Regions from separate parts of the Mus musculus genome. Here region 1 is linked to region 2. Evidence: chromatin contacts called from public HiChIP or PLAC-seq data. All regions are on one chromosome and are shown on one strand. Each heading gives the region's core, a stretch centred on a gene start, on an enhancer-like site or on the middle of the called end of the contact. The rest is flanking DNA. Distances are from core to core; before and after follow the strand shown. Region 1 overlaps Mfhas1 (malignant fibrous histiocytoma amplified sequence 1). Region 2 overlaps Ppp1r3b (protein phosphatase 1, regulatory subunit 3B).

The links. HiChIP or PLAC-seq counts read pairs in DNA pulled down with a chosen protein or histone mark.
Region 1: a contact with region 2 is called in an H3K27ac HiChIP or PLAC-seq map of microglia, with 4 times the contacts expected there. The contact joins two enhancer-like sites. A contact is called at or near these places in 2 of 115 datasets of contacts at active chromatin or transcription factors (memory CD8 T cells and microglia) and 1 of 9 other capture datasets (liver).

What each region holds. Positions count from the first base shown.
Region 1 is chr8:35,632,562-35,637,946 of GRCm38.p6, reverse strand. All of the region lies in intron 1 of Mfhas1 (malignant fibrous histiocytoma amplified sequence 1), which reads right to left. Among named protein-coding and RNA genes, the nearest start is that of Gm16793, 46 kb to the right of the region's middle. Within about 2 kb of position 3,821, at least 129 of the 459 cell types and tissues checked have an H3K27ac peak or open chromatin away from gene starts, as enhancers often do. A contact at or near this core is called in microglia, where this site is marked.
Region 2 is chr8:35,383,777-35,388,970 of GRCm38.p6, reverse strand. It overlaps Ppp1r3b (protein phosphatase 1, regulatory subunit 3B), which reads right to left. Exons shown (of 2, transcript NM_001364452.1): 2 at 832-4,987. The coding sequence starts at 4,962. The coding sequence ends at 4,108. Among named protein-coding and RNA genes, the nearest start is that of Ppp1r3b, 9.7 kb to the right of the region's middle. Within about 2 kb of position 3,865, at least 20 of the 459 cell types and tissues checked have an H3K27ac peak or open chromatin away from gene starts, as enhancers often do. A contact at or near this core is called in microglia, where this site is marked.

The DNA.
Region 1 (5,385 bases), core at 2,572-5,071, 250 kb before region 2:
TGTAAAATAAAATAACTCCCAAGAAACCCTCTCCATAGGCCTTCGAATCATTCCAGGCTGGGAGCAGCTCAGAAGCAGGAATGGCGACGGCCACCCTGAGAAGCTGCTCTCAAGTGATTAGCGGTACATGCGTCATGCCAGAGAAACATTTGCCCATTAGCTCTCCAATATTCCTCCTGGTGATCATGAAGAAGGAGGTGAGAACTTAAACTGAATTCTAAACTTGCCGTATACTGCCCATTTTTTTCCTTTTTTTTTTTTTACGTATTTTCTTCATTTACATTTCCAATGCTATCCCAAAAGTCCCCCATGCCCTCCCCCCTACTCACCTCCCCCCCACACTCCCACTTCTTGGCCCTGGCGTTCCCCTGTACATATAAAGGCATATAAAGTTTGCAAGATCAATGGGCCTCTCCACTGATGGCCGAATAGGCCATCTTCTATATGCAGCTAGAGACTCGAGCTCCAGGGATACTGTTAGTTCATAATGTTGTTCCACCTATAGGGTTGCAGATCCCTTCAGCTCCTTGGATACTTTCTCTAGCTCCTCCATTGGGGGCCCTGTGATCCATCCAATAGCTGACTGTGAGCATCCACTTCTGTGTTTGCTAGGCCCCAGCCTAGTCTCACAAGAGAGAGCTATATCAGGGTCCTTTCAGCAAAATCTTGCTAGTGTATGCAATGGTGTCAGTGTTTGGAGGCTGATTATGGGATGGATCCCCGGGAATGGCAGTCTCTAGATGGTCCATCCTTTCATCTCAGCTCCAAACTTTGTCTCTGTAACTCCTTCCATGGGTGTTTTGTTCCCAATTCTAAGAAGGGGCAAAGTGTCCACACTTTGGTCTTCGTTCTTTCTGAGTTTCATGTGTTTTGCAAATTGTATCTTATATCTTGGGTATTCTAAGTTTCTAGGCTAATATCCACTTATCAGTGAGTACATATCATGTGAGTTCTTTTGTGATTGGGTTACCTCACTCAGGATGATGCCCTCCAGGTCCATCCATTGGCCTAGGAATTTCATAAATTCATTCTTTTTAATAGCTGAGTAGTACTTCATTGTGTAAATGTACCACGTTTTCTATATCCATTCCTCTGCTGAGGGGCATCTGGGTTCTTTCCAGCTTCTAGCTATTATAAATAAGGCTGCTATGAACATAGTGGAGCATGTGTCCTTCTTACCGGTTAGGACATCTTCTGGATATATGCCCAGAAGAGGTATTGCAGGATCCTCTGGTAGTACTATGTCCAATTTTCTGAGGAACCACCAGACTGATTTCCAGAGTGGTTGTACAAGCTTGCAATCCCACCAACAATGGAGGAGTGTTCCTCTTTCCCCACATCCTCGCCAGCATCTGCTGTCACCTGCATTTTTGATCTTAGCCATTCTGACTGGTGTGAGGTGGAATCTCAGGGTTGTTTTGATTTGTATTTCCCTGATGATTAAGGATGGTGAACATTTTTTCAGGTGCTTCTCTGCCATTCGGTATTCCTCAGGTGAGAATTCTTTGTTTAGCTCTGAGCCCCATTTTTTAATGGGGTTATTTGATTTTCTGGTATACTACCCATTTTATGAAAACACTTTACACTGGCAATTTAATTTTAAGCATTTTTAACTATTAATAAAGTTCCTCTCCCATACTCCCTCAGGAGAGAACACACCAAGTAAGGCTTCGCGTAAAGAACTTAAAGGGCCCCTTAGCACTCTCAGAATGTTTGGGGCCCAATGATATCATGTAGAAGAACCACTGGATGATGCAGAGCTCACGAACCAACCATGTGTGGAGATGAAACTCCCCACGGCTTCCAGCAATTATTTAGAATAGCTAAGCTAGGCATATACACAATAGAAGTATTTACTTGGAATTTGAAATATGAGCTGTTGTACATATATTAACATATATTAACTAAATGCTATATCATTGTGCAGTTCTCTCTCTCTAAGATGGTATCTCATGTAACCAGTTGAGCATCAAACTCTCTATATAGTTGGAGATTATTTTGATCTTTATCTTACATTATATTAATATATTATCATATAGTATCAATTATATATCAATGACAATTTCAGTTATTCTTCTTGGCTTTGAAATCAAAAGTAAAAATCATCTTGTAACAAAAACTAACACAAAATTCCATACATTATCCATTTTCTCTCTTTCCTTCCTGACTACCAGTCATTTCCACAGGTTAGAAGCCTTCCTTGTTCCCTGGTGTAATAAAAATGCAAACTGAGCTAAAGAATGGGGCGTTTTAAGATACATACAGGGCATGTTTGAAGCTTAGGGCAGACTTTAAGCCAATTAAACATTGCTACTTAAGACACAGTGAGAGCTTGTCTCAAACAAATAAACAGGCAAACAAACAAGTTGCTATTTATAAAGACAAGTGCCAGCATAGTGTAGTGGGTAGCTCATGCCTGTAATCCCAACCCTGGGTAAGCTGATGCAGGAGGATGGCTGTAAGCTAAGAAGTCAGCCTGAGCTACATAGTATGTTCTAGATAAGCCTAAGCTACAGAATGAGGCCCTGCCCATTAATTCATTAACTAATTCATTAAAATCCAGGCAAATGCAGCTGTTTTGTTGCTGGCCTTCTCAGTCCTGGCAATCAAACCTAGAGCCTTGAGCACACCAGACCATCAGCCTACCACTGAATCATGTCTCCAGCCCTTGCGGAGAAAATGCTATTAAGAAATGAGAATAATATTGACAAACTACAACACTAAGATTTATGATACCTTGGGCTGGCAAGATAGATATACACATCTTCATTTGAAAAACAAACAGCTGAACCTGTGATTTTACATGCAAACTCAGATATTAAGAAGCTCTGTTGTACATGCCATTTTAAATGTCTTCTTTAACCCTGGATAACTAGATAGCAATTGGATGTTGGGCAATTACAAAGCAAACCTCCCTAATAAGGACCAGCAAGCTAAATATGCAACATCTCCTCACGTGTATGCGTTAGAAACACCGAAGTAGGCTAGCAATGCAGCTCAGATACACAGTGCAAGCTTAACATGTGTATCTGGGCTCCAGCCCCAGCCCACACCACACAGACAAGAGGGAAAAACAGCTCAGGGGTGGGCGCTGAACAATGATGCTTTTTCTCTTATGTAGTAAAGAACTCAGCCCAAACCACATGTGTCAGTTTCGTTGGCTTTGCTTGTTGTTGTTGTTGTTGTTGTTGTTGTTGGGTTTGTTTTTGTAACCTTTCTTTAATATGAACTGTGATCATATTTCTTCTGTGGTCAAAACAACCCTGAAGCAAGCACACTGAACTTTAGGAGCCCGTGTGAACTGGCAGCACCTTTTCAGATAGATCAGAAGACGTTTGTTCAGAAATGCTAATGCCAAGACCCTAAATGCCTTAGAGAACTCCTCTGGGTTGCAGAAACCTCAGAGAAAGCAGGTCTCACTTCGCAGCCCCTAATGAAACCTCACTTATTCCACTGCACCCGGGACTGCCTATGTGCTGAACAAAACAAAAGACAATCTCACCACACTTACCCGGTATAAACCACTCCTTATCCTGCTTCATATTTTTATGAAATATGCCATCCTATTTTGACAACTCCATATGAGGTTTTATGCATTTCTTTAAAAAAAAAAAGACGGATGTGTGTTCTGCACCACTACTAAAAATTAACCTCATCCCAGCCTCATCAAGATGTGAGGTTAAAAATAACTAGGGTTTGCCTCTAGAGCAAAAAAATGTGTGGCAGAGTGCAAAGATGCTCTGCCCCTGCAGTGACCTGACGTGAGCTACAGGACTGCCCAGTGTCAGTCTTCAAGGGGAGCCCCAAAAGGGGAAGTGCACCCCACCCTTGCTTCTGGAGTGGCTACAATCGAAGAATCTAATTTTAGATGCTATCGCTTCCTCTGCGAGCAGTGAATCATAGCTTCAAAGTGACTGGGAGGCAGACGTAAGTCTTACTAAATGTTCGCATGGCAGGCTGAGATACTTTCACCTGAAGCTGCTCAGAAACTCAGTCCTGGAACTGCAGCCGTGGTCCCGAGCTTCCCCTCCCCCGAATCCCACCCCTGTGCGCTCATGCACGCACACACCGACACACACCGACACACACTGACACACACCAACACACACCCTTCAGAACCTCCATCTGAAGGAGCTAGGTGAACACAGTAAAAGTTTGAGGGTTATTTTATGCAGGGTGTGTGTGTGTGCATGTGTGCTTGTGTGTGTCTGTGCATATATGTGTATATGTGTGTGTGTGTGTGTGTTTGTAGCATATATGGGTAGTACACACACACACAGTAGGGTACAGGCATGCATGACATCTGTGTGTACATGGAGAGGTCAGAGGAGGATGCCTAGTGTCCTGCTCTATCTCTCCATGACTCATTCCTCTGTGATGAGGTCTCTCACGGACTGTGAAGCCAGGCTAGCAGCTATCAAGCTCCACCCTCCACAAGCTGGAGGTCACAGGTACACCCTGTGCAACTACACCCGGCTGGTTTTAATTATTGTCTTTGACACGACATGAACTCAGGTCCTCCCGTGTGTGCAGCAAGCGCTCTTATGCACTGAATTATCTCCTTAGCTCCTCTTCCTCCTGGCACAGTGAAGCTTGAGAGGCACTCACCACGCTTGGTAACCCCTTAACCCATCCCTAAACAATCCCAGGACAGTGGCTGACAGCCTTTCCCACCCAGTGCTCCGGGGCATGAAGATGCCTTGCGCATCATCTCTCCATTTCTTCCCTTGTACTTCTTACTGAAAAATTACCAGGTTTGACTAACGGCGGGGGGGGGGGGGGGGAACAACAACCAACCAACCCCAGAAAGCAGGTGTCTGATGTGCACCAAAGAATAAGAGAAGAAAGCAAGAGAGAGAGAGGCTCTGTTCCAAAGAGAGAACTACACACAGTGTGGGTGCCCCAAGGGTGGAAAGTGAGAACAAGACAGAGGCAGGGGAGGGGCAAGGCCAAGGCTCACTCACCCACCTCTCCTTTGTGCTGCCCCCCCCCCCCACAACATCAGCTCTATCATGCCTACGTTCCCCATCTTAAATGAGATACAGGAATATCTACTAAATTTAACGGTCACACTAAGATCAGTGAGGATAAATCAGAATGGAAGGGCAGAACTCAAGAACTATCCGTTTCCACAATCTCCAAAGCGGAACTGCAGATCCGAGGAGACAAAAGCCAAAGAGTAGAAAGCTATTTCCTAAGCAATGGGAGAGTCTTTTTCATAGAAGTAAACCTCTGCTCTCTCTGGGGCTCTAACAGCATGGGTGACACTCGTGCTGAACGACAGGGACACGGAGCCTCCACCACCACAGCTGTCCTTTCACAACCTTTCCTGGGACATTGACAGGGACTCTCAGTCTCAACCTTGGCATCCAAAGAGGTGGGAGA
Region 2 (5,194 bases), core at 2,616-5,115:
TCTGGAATTGTTTTAATGTGGCGAATGCCAGGATGAGTGCACCAGAGTTGAATGGAACCGCACAGTTCTGTCAGTGAGCTCTTCCGGTTCCAGTTCGTTACATTGCAGAAACCTGGGCACAGTCGCTTCTTTCCAGAGGATTCGGATAGCCAGGGATCAGGAGGCTAGGTCTACAAGTTGATGGAACTGGAGGAGCCTTGCTGGGAGGTTGTGGGTAGGAACATAGCAAAGGGATAGCTGTGTAGGGACGCCAAGGCTCTGCCTCATTGACTCGGAGCCTATAGCAAAAACCTTGGCCTTTAAATAATCAGGGCCAGGGGTTGGGGTGGTGGGTAGCGTCCCTTTGTTTTTTTGAACTTCTGAAAATCTCACGCAGGGTACACATCTGCATTCAATGGTGGAGGATAGGCCACACCAGCAGATGGTTTCTTTTCCTGGTTACCGAGTCTTTGTGATGGAGAAGTTCAAAGCTGAGAGCGCCATAGATAGTTTACCCAGGACTGTCTGAATCCACACGCTTGTCTGCTCTACCTTCCGAGAGGGAGGGAAGAAGCAAGAGTCGGGAACTTGGATGACTAGGATCCATAGAGGACAATAATCACCTCTGTCCCTCCTCTCTGGTTCTAGGTGAAGGCTCCATCACCTGCCTTCACTGCCAGATAGCTTAAAGCACTGGTCCCCTCCCCACCCTGCAAGCCTTCCAGCTTTTCATATCCACTGAATACAACCTGTACCTTAAAAAATACAAAGACATGTATAGAAAAAAAAAATCATTGACTTAAAATATGCTTCCCCTTCTTCCAACGCTAAAAATAGAAGGAATAGTTTTCATTTTCTTTTCTTTCTATATTTATTACGTTTTTGCTTTTGAGATACAAAGAAATCATTCTCTTCCACCACACACACACACACACACACACACACACACACACACACACACACACACACACACACATCCATTCTTGTGATTTTTTTTAAAGTGCATTTCCCCTCTACCAATGTATACAAAAATATGTCTTACAAACATGCAGAAGTTTCTGAACAAGGCACATGTAGGCATACAATGACGACAAGCCCGTCAGTTGAATGTTCACATTAAAGCAAAAGTGTAACATCATCACGTGTGCACTCTAGAAGTCCACGTGCCCCAGGGGCCTCTGGGAACTGCAGCAAAACCGTGGAAACACTCACAGCTTTGCTGATGGAGCTGGAGGCATCTCACAGAACCTCAGCAAGAGAAATGTCTTTGAGTGACTCTGGACGATCCCGTTAGAGGTAAGATCCCAGAATTTCGGGAACATCTTATCTGCAGTTTCTGTGATCATGCCAGGAGATGCGGCTGAGTGCAGATTTCCCAGAATCAGGAGCCACCAAGCTTACATCTCAGGGATAAAATAACTCCCACCATTGACTCAAGTTGCTTTAGTTTCTGCAGAACTACAGACTTCCATTATGCCTTCCTAGCTTTCTAGAGAAAATATTCTTACAACACTCAAACGGCTTCTTACAAGAAACATGTCTTATGGTCTAGCTTATTTATTGTACCCATTTTGCCAAAGCACCCCAGGGAATTTGGGGAAATAAATATGGAACAAAGAATGGGGTTGCCTTCCCTTCCTGGATCACAATGTCTGGGGATTAGGATCCATCCATCATCCTAGCCAAGAACTGCATGAAGACAGACCTCCAGGTCAAACTTGCCGTGGGATCTTCAAGCAAGGGGCCTGTCGTCTTCTGAGCTGCGTAAATTTGTCTACAGTGGTGAACTCTGAACAATGCATAGAGTTTCTAAATGCAGCTCCCGAGGCTATCTCAGAGTCATGGGACAGACTGGGTCAAAAGAAGGAGGGCTGTATTGGAGGCAGAAAGCAGAAGGAAGACTCTTCTGTCTCTGAGTGACAGCCTTGATAAGGAAGTCAAGCACAGCCCACGGACTGCTTCAAGGGAAGGGTCCTGGTGAGCAGGCAAAGGCACAACATGCCCCTGGAGCTGAGCAGTGGGTGTGCACCCCAGGTGTGCTGGCTGGGGGGCTTTCAAGCAGTGCTCGTGAGCAAGAAAGCTGGGGCAAATCTGGGCAAAAGGGGGTGAGGGTATGTCTGCTTTAGGAGGGACATATAACATGGAATTACCATATTTTATATTTTGACTCGGAATGTCTGAAGATCATCCATACCACTGAACAGATTCCATTCCGTACCTCGCCCCCGCCCCCAGCCATTTTATGATCTTTAGTCTGCATCTATGTAAGAAACAGTGCCCTTGGCTGCCTTCCTTCTTAACACACAATGCATGACCCATAGAGAGCAGTTTTGCTTTCTATCCAATTTCAACCTAGCTGCTCTGGTCAACAAATCCGGAACATTTAAAGTACACCCATCTAGGAGATACATGGCCTGCTTAGATAAAACACAAACTCCTGGCCCCAGCTTCAGCCTCATGGCACAAAGATGATTTCCTCACAGATAATCAGCATGCAATCCCAGATCGCCACCCATCTGGGAGAGGCACAATATACAAAGCACAGATTACAGACTAGTACCAGTTTTAGGAATAAGAAATCATAGAAAATAACATTTAAAAAGTCAAAACATTTGAATCTTCAAAAGTGAAAAAGTTAAGATAAAAAATAAACCACACATGCTAGGATTAAAAACATTTGATGTCTGCCTGATGCTAACTTATAAAGCCAGAGGGCACAGGGCTACGTCCAGTGGCCCCCACCTCCGAAACCATGAGACTCTGCTCCTTTCTGTCTTGTCTCAGGGAAACATCACTTCAGTAAGGAAATGAAACAGGCATCTTTTATCAAACTTCCAAAACAAAACAACACCCCTAATTCTACAAACTCGCATTTAAAAAAATCTCCCCTATAATTCTAATTTGCCCTAGAGAAAAATCACAGGGTTTGGGGGTTCACCCAAGGGTAAGAACTCCAGGAGTCTCACGCTAGCGTATGAAAGCGCATTGCACTCCAATATGGTTAAGAAAACTTCATCTGATACCTCAGAGTTGACAAACATTTAAAATAACATAGAAAAACGTGAGGTTTTTCTCCCCTATCTTTTTATAATACACACCATAAATAAAAACACCCGATCAATGTCCTTGGGGGTTCATAAAGCATCCTGAATATGAATATATATCTAAGCACAGTCTGGAGGACTCGAGGAGATGCCAGTCTTGCTATTTGAAAGCCTCAGACAAGGCACTGAAGTGGAGGCTCCAGGAGACATGAGAGCTATGACTCTCTTCAAACACAAACAGTTCACACACACCGGCCAGGCAAGTGGAAATGCATCTTGTCATTGAGTCCTCTTCTGGTAACTCCGGGTGAAACGGTGCTTCAAAAGCTCCCCCAACATCCAAGAGGAAAAGCTAAAAGTTCAGACTGTCCCACCTTGTCCCAGTGCTGTACCCTGTGACCCCACATGGGAACCAATGACTTTCTAGTAACTAATATGTTGCTCTCTTCTGGAATATAAAGGAGGGGTCAGGAGGAGAGAGGGGGGAGGGAATGCCTATCCCAGACACGAGCTACTTATTTGCTTTGTCTCTCTTGTCCAGATCACTGGATAGACTGTAGCGGGAGGAAGTGTAGTGAAAGAGCTCGCACAGAAAGCGCCCGCCCCCGGCCCTCTTCTGAGGCTGCTGGGTATCAATCAGGCCAGTGTGTCCCAGAACTGAGGTGGCTCCCTTCGGAGTACTCGTGGAATGAAGGAGACGCATGGAAAGCCATGAGCGGGGACAGGACCTCGAGGTCAATGGTAAGGCTGGAGATTGGTTTCTGGGTGACTTTCAGAGTCCAAGTGTGGAAGAGAGGCCAGCTTCCTCTGTCCTTGCCAGCTTGGCTCCTCTCCAGACCCTTCTGGCACCATCCTGCGCATTCCCTTGTGGCCAACCCGGATGCCACAGAGGATCAGCACCGCTCCACTCCTCTGAGCAAGAAACCGGGTGTGATGGAAACACGCTGGACTTGCTGGTTTAAGAAAAAGGTGAACAGGAGCCTGTCTTTTCAAAAACCACGCCTAGTGGCAGTTCAACTTTCCTCTGGCCTTCCGTTCTCTCGCCTCCATCTTGATCTGAGCCACGGACTGTCACCTGCAGTCACTAGTAGTAGGGCCCCAGCTTTTCATATCCCAGATAACTAGGCCACTCTGGAAACAGGCCAAAGGAACACCGAGGGCTCCCAAACTGGTCAAAAGAGATTCCAAAATCTGGTCCATTGTACGGCTCAATCTTTCCCGGAGAGGATCGGAGTTCAGCCCGGGTGATCCTGTAGTTTTTGCCTTTGTTGCTGTCCCAGTACGCCTGGCCGTTACACTCGTAGCACACGGCAAACTCCATTCTTTCGTAAGACTGAATTTTCTCGGGTAAGCTGATGTCAAAGGAGAATGTGTCCCTGTCTGAACCAGCGTAAGTGTCCTTCACATACTGACAAGGGAAATCTGTGAAGCTTTTCCAGGTGTCAAATGTCATCCTGATCTTCACAACCTTCTCGAAGGCCAGGTTCTGGACCTTCACGGTGCCCGCGATGGCCTTATCCTTCAGCACACAGTTTTCTAGGCAGACGTGGTTGGTCTGAAGGCGATTTCTGAAGTCTAAGTAATCTGCGGAAGGCTGCGGAAAATCCAAAACAAAGCTCTCGCTCTCTGCTGTCGTCAGACTCACGATGTTGTCTAGGAGCTCGGTGATGTTAAAGGGAATATCTAGTGGGTCATCGAATTCCGAGAACACTTTCACCATTGTCAGGGCCAGCCCCTGGTTGTCGGCGAAGGACACCCGCTTCTTCACCTTCTTCTCCTGCACTGCGGGGGCCACCATTCCACTGGCTTCATCCTTGCTGCCCAGCTGGATACAAGGCCTCAGGGGCTTGCTCAGTTTGGGGGAGATCTTGAAGGTGAAGCGCTCTCTGCGTAAAGAAGGGGCCATACTGCTGTAGCTGTATTGGATGTCCACAGCCATCACGCTAGGCGAGCCGGCTAGCAGTCTGGGAAAGGGGAGATGAGAGAAAACAGCAAAGAGGTCAGATAGATGCTTAAACCCGCATTCTGGCAGGGACAGGCAAACAATGTTGCCTTTCATCTGGGCTCTCTGCTCCCCTGTGGTCTCACAGGACCCAGGTTTCTGCAAAGACTGTGTGGAAGGGAGCATAACCTGGGGGGAGGGGGGAGAGGCTGGGGGAGGGGATGGAAAA